2 separate regions of the Xenopus laevis genome follow, and region 1 is linked to region 2. Evidence: chromatin contacts called from public Hi-C data. All regions are on one chromosome and are shown on one strand. Each heading gives the region's core, a stretch centred on a gene start, on an enhancer-like site or on the middle of the called end of the contact. The rest is flanking DNA. Distances are from core to core; before and after follow the strand shown. Region 1 overlaps LOC108712850 (a long non-coding RNA gene). Region 2 has its middle 32 kb from the start of LOC108712848.

Region 1 (2,700 bases), core at 193-2,692, 230 kb before region 2:
AAGGGAGATTCCTGCAGTGCTGTTTGGTTGCTAGGGCCGGACCTGGGAGTGTTAATGGGATTGTCCCTGACCTTGCCCTGCTGTGTGTCTGGGTGCAGCAGTTTGATGGATCGCACTAGCCCGTGACAAGTTCACTAGCCCGTAGCTCCCCTGCTGCTCGTGCCGGCCTGTAGCGCCTGACAAGCGGATTGAGCGCCCCGGCTGCCCTCAGCAGATCAGCCCCGGCTGCCCTCAGCAGATCAGCCTCGGCGCAGGGGGATTCCTTTCTTTGGGGAACAATCATCAAAGAAACTTCCAAATTGCTCTGCATTCCTTTAGCCGGATCCCCCGCGGCACGGCACTTCTATAGCCCTAATGGTATTATGGGATCATTCAGAGGTGCCGTAGCCCATTGCAGAGCTAACAGGATAGCGCTAAGTCTGTCTGCCCCTCACTTTCAGCATTTGGAGAGCGGCGCGTACAGTTGAATGGGATGAAGCGAGGGAAGGGATAATAACACTGAACAATACAACAACACGTTCCAGCCTGGGCCCAGGGTGCATTGTGTAGGTACATGGACTCGGGGCTACTTCTGCCATAATCTCTGCCCATTGACATTCGCAGGCTAATATAACCAGCACTGGCCATTTATCTCGGTTAGTAATATGTTGTGTGTAACGTGATTGGCATCTCCAAGTGCGCTAAAGAGCCAAGAAATACCATCAGATCATGTCACTGCCTTCAACCCTGAGCTGACAGTTGGACGTGGGTAACGTTGGCGAATCTATCCCATAGGCTGGGGCAGGGGTGGGCAGAAGGGGCACTTGCCTTGGGCGCAAAGCTTGGGGGGCACCAGGCAAGTACCTCACATGCAGCCTACCCCTAGTCCGGCAAGTGTTGCCTCAGTGACAAGTGGGTGCGCTCTCTGAAGTCAAAGTGCTTTGCGCTTAACCGCACTCGGCTGCGCACACGTGCGTCCTCTGTTGCGCACGGTTACGCACGCGCGTCCTCGGTTGCGCACGGTTACGCACGCGCGTCCCCGGTTGCGCACGGTTACGCACGGTTACGCATGTGCGTCCTCGGTTGCGCACGATTACGCACACGCGTCCCCGGTTGCGCATTACTGCGGTTGCCTACAGGGCCCGGCTGTCCTGGTCTGGGGGCACGTACAAGTCTTGGGGTGCGGATATGCCAGTGTAAGTATGATCTCCAAACATGTCACACTCTCTGTCACACGGATGGGGGGTGGGAGAGGAAATACCACGTGGCTGTTAAAGGCTAAAAAGTGCAGCGCACGCCTCCTGGAGAATGCAGCATTGTGGGGATTTAATTGAGATTCCTTCAGAGCGTTAATTAAAGACTAAAGGCAAGTGCAGAAAACGAGGGTAGCCCGCATCCTCCCTCCATCCTCTCTGTTTCTCCACCCCCTTCTCTCCTTGCCCCGCCCACGATGCTTCCCTCCACCTCTGCTCGGCTCATGGTTGGAGGGCGGGAGCTGCTGCTGCGGTGACGTCAGTGCGGTCTGAGCTCCAACTGGCAGCTCCGGGGATAGAGTCAGAAGCTGAGAGGGCTAGCGGATCAGCCAGGTGTCATGCTTGGGAGCTGCAGCTCACTGTGCAACTGGAAGCCATCGCCCCCCGCCTTAAATGGGGACCCCTGCGTGTCCGGAGAAGTCCTCCTATCATCAGATTTCACCGCTGCATCTCGCCTGCTGCTCCTTCTGCCTCCCGGATCTGGAGATGCCCGTTGCGTGTAAGTGTCCGCTCTTTGTGGGATCCAGCAGTGCCTGAGCCTGTACCAGTGACAGAGAGAGAGAGATCATGCCCCCCCCCATAGGAACAATGGCACCTTCTTGTTCTAGCTATAGGCCAGGGCTAGCGCAGCCGCCGGAACTTGCCTGTCAACAGCACGTTTGCCACATGCGGAAGGATTATTGTTGCTGGATTTACAGTCTGATCATCATATCACTGGAACGTGATGGAATCTGCTCTCTGTCGCCATGGCCAACTGGCCCGCGTGGAGTTTGCCAAGGCCAATGGCCCCCACACCCACACCCGTGCTCCTGTCCGTCTCTTCCACATAAATCTCTACCTGAAGTTCAGTGTGGGCGTGAGGCCTCCCCATTGCAGCAACTGCCCACTGTATTGTGAGTAGAGCGCAACTCAGGCTTGTACCATCACCAACGGGTGGGGGGAATTAGCCCTGGGATCCACTTTTCTGTCTGGGATTGGCACACAGCGTGTACTCATTTCCATATTCTGATGGCACTGAAAACTGCTTTACTGTTTGTTACTTAGTACACAACTTGCACTATACTCCTTCATAACAATAGCATTATTATTCTTTTTAACCTTCTTTGCTTTTTTTTGCCAGGACGAATACGATTTATCAGCATTATTACTAATAAGATATTTAATAGGGCAATCATTGATAATATTAACAGCATCATCTATTCACTAGGGCACATTAAGAGCTATTATCTTAATTATCATAATTAATCCATTTTTATTTCACAATTAATTCTATTCGCATAAAATCATAAAATGTAATATCTTCAGTATCGGGGTGACACTTACCCAAGTGCCACTTAAATACCAAGGTTCACATTTGTAACAAGTAAAAGAGACTGCACTTGTGATGTCTGCTCGTGCCTGGCTATGCAGCCTGCCAGACACACACATTTTATTTTATATTTAAGGGCAATAACAGCAGATATCCAAT
Region 2 (2,700 bases), core at 62-2,561:
CAATGGAATTTACCCTACAGGCTAAAGCTCACCCTCTGGGTTATACAGTCAATGCTGTTATTCTGATCCACTTCCAAATACAGACTGGCTTTGCTCTCAAAGGGACTCATCAGCACAGCAGTCCAAGGTTTTTTTCCATAGCTATTTGCTTTCATTTCCTTTTTCTTGCAGTCTGGTGAAAGCTATTTGCTGATTAGTTACTATGGGTAACTGCACTTGTGCAATTTAGCACCTTTGTTATGAAATCAGCCCCACTGTGGATCTACCATTGGTATGAAAACTCACTATACTTTACATAAACTAATAGAGATAACTAGATCTCACTGATCTGAAGGAAACAGTGTTGACAATGGTGGTAAAATCCCTACTGAAAGAGAAAAGCTATACTAGTAAGGCTACATTCATGGCACAGGGGTCACATGTCAAGTTCATATTTAAAGCAAATCCTCCCTAGAAGTGACCACAAGTCTAAATGTGCCTTTAAATTGAATGAAATCTTTGCGAATCTTTAGCATTGCTCGCAATGTAAAGTCCTTCGCGGGCGAATATTACATCGATCATTATCACTAAGCAAAGGTTAGCGTCAACACCTGCTCTGGAGTTTTGTTAAATATTTTGTGGAAAAAGCCACTTTACATACACTGCACAAGTGCACACAACCTCGTTGAGGTCTGAAATCAGTCAAAAAGGACGCAAACATGGTCGCTAACATTTTCTTACTTTTTTAGCGCAAAGGAAACATATTACATTTTCCCATATGATCCTTTCCCTGGCCTGTTTGCTGGTGCTTAGTATTGATATTGGGTATGATCTGCAAAGCACTTCAGACCAAGACACCAAACTGAATTCTCTCTTTCCAGCATTATCACATGAATAGGGACAGAGCTGTGTTATTGTGAACCAGACCTACTGTCTCCACTCAAGCAAACAATATGGCAGCAAACTGATAAAATGCCAAGGAACAGAGCCGGAACAGAGCTAGCAGGGTGTCGGGGGGGGGGATATGTCGGGTGTTACCCTCGCTTTCTCCCCACAAAGGGCCAATTTATCCACCATGGCTTCTTCCAATTCCTGTTGCGTTATTTCACCCTGCTCTGAACTTCAATGGCAGGTACTGATTAGAGGCCTTGTGTCCTATTCAGGGGGTGTAAGTGACTGGTGTGCTTAATCTGATTAGAATGTACAGAGCTTGTGCCTAAGGAGCTTTCACACACACTTGCACAAGCACACATACACACACACGCACACAGTCACACTGCTCCTACTTTGCTCTCAGACAGTGAGGCTCTTGTTTTAACCAAGGACCAAGTGATCTGAGTAGGTCTTCTCGGTTTAAGTAGCTCTGTGGTAGGCCATTCAATGGATTGAGCATGATCTAAGCCCACCTGCCTGCTTATTAACTATAGGATTAAAGCCCTTGCCTCCCTCCCATCTCATCCTCTTACAGCTCAGTATGGAGGCCTGGGGGAGTATGCCATCTTTTTACATGAGAATTTGTCAAACTCTTTTTCTGCTTCTTGCCCACAGGTCACAAGGGATTAAAAGTGAGGCCAGGCATAGCATCTACTTAAACATGGACAGCTTGAGCCTTTCCTCTCATGGGAACTTGCCTTCTAATGCATGTGGTCAATTGCTGTGTCCCCTCCCATCCAATTTGTACCTCTTAATCCCTTAAAGCGTATACCCTATGGCCTTAGCTCCTTTTCCCACACTTCCTCCAGACATCCAAATGACCAAAAACCTTGATATTCTACACAATTGCTCACTCTTATTCTTCTTCAGTCTCCTTTCATCAAGTGCTTCTAATTAGAACAAGGCCTAGGACTCTGGAAGGCTTTAAACTGCCTGTACAGTACACATTGAAAGAAAAACTTGGGTGGGTATTAGACCATCCCTTTATAAAAAAGAATCACCTACAATATAATGTATGCATTTAGTACATTCATCAAAGCCAAAGTGAAGAAGTCACAATTTATATGTGAGAATAAGATGTATAATTCAGAGATGCTGAACGGACACTCTTGTCATCTCTAGGTCAGTCTTTGAATTTATTCATTGGAAGCTCAAAGCTGCAGTTTAACAACAGCTGATGCAAAGGTGGTCAGACATACTGGATGTTTGTATACTAGTGATGGGCGAATTTTTCCAGAAACTGCGAAAAATGGTGTCGGAATTGTCGTTGGCATAAAAAAATTTAATTTGCCGCTAATTCACGCCTGGCAAATAAATTCACCCAGCGCTATTGTATAGTAGAGTATCTAACAAGTGTTAAATAATAAAATCTATCAATTGTATTTTCCCTCTGAAGTGTAATGCTGGGGTCAGTCTTTGGCCTACTCCAAAACTCGTCCTGAAAACAGTTCAAATGGAATAATAAAATCATGTATGGAATTAAACTTGAAATTGAACTGCATTTTGGGTAAAAATATCTGAACAAGTTGCTTCTGCTCATGTGTATGAGCCTCACTGATGACACATCGATACACACTTCCTACTATAGTTCTTAAAAAATGTCCTTAAAGTAAAACTATACCCCTGAACAATGTAATTATCTATAAAACTATAGTGCATAAAACATGTAAATAAACAATTTTCATAATAATATACTTTTTTTAGTAGTATGAGCCATTGGGTAATCATAAATAGAAAACCACCATTTTAAGAAATAAAGGCTGACCCCTGGGATACTACAATTAACTG

What was found. A called contact is a pair of places that touch in the nucleus more often than the background predicts.
Region 1: a contact with region 2 is called in a Hi-C map of the XL177 cell line, with 4 times the contacts expected there. The contact joins two enhancer-like sites.

Annotation. Positions count from the first base shown.
Region 1 is chr3S:45,209,138-45,211,837 of Xenopus_laevis_v10.1, reverse strand. All of the region lies in intron 1 of LOC108712850 (a long non-coding RNA gene), which reads left to right. Among protein-coding and RNA genes, the nearest start is that of LOC108712850, 3.5 kb to the left of the region's middle. Within about 2 kb of position 1,442, at least 4 of the 7 cell types and tissues checked have an H3K27ac peak or open chromatin away from gene starts, as enhancers often do.
Region 2 is chr3S:44,977,957-44,980,656 of Xenopus_laevis_v10.1, reverse strand. No RefSeq gene overlaps it. Among protein-coding and RNA genes, the nearest start is that of LOC108712848, 32 kb to the right of the region's middle. Within about 2 kb of position 1,311, at least 1 of the 7 cell types and tissues checked has an H3K27ac peak or open chromatin away from gene starts, as enhancers often do.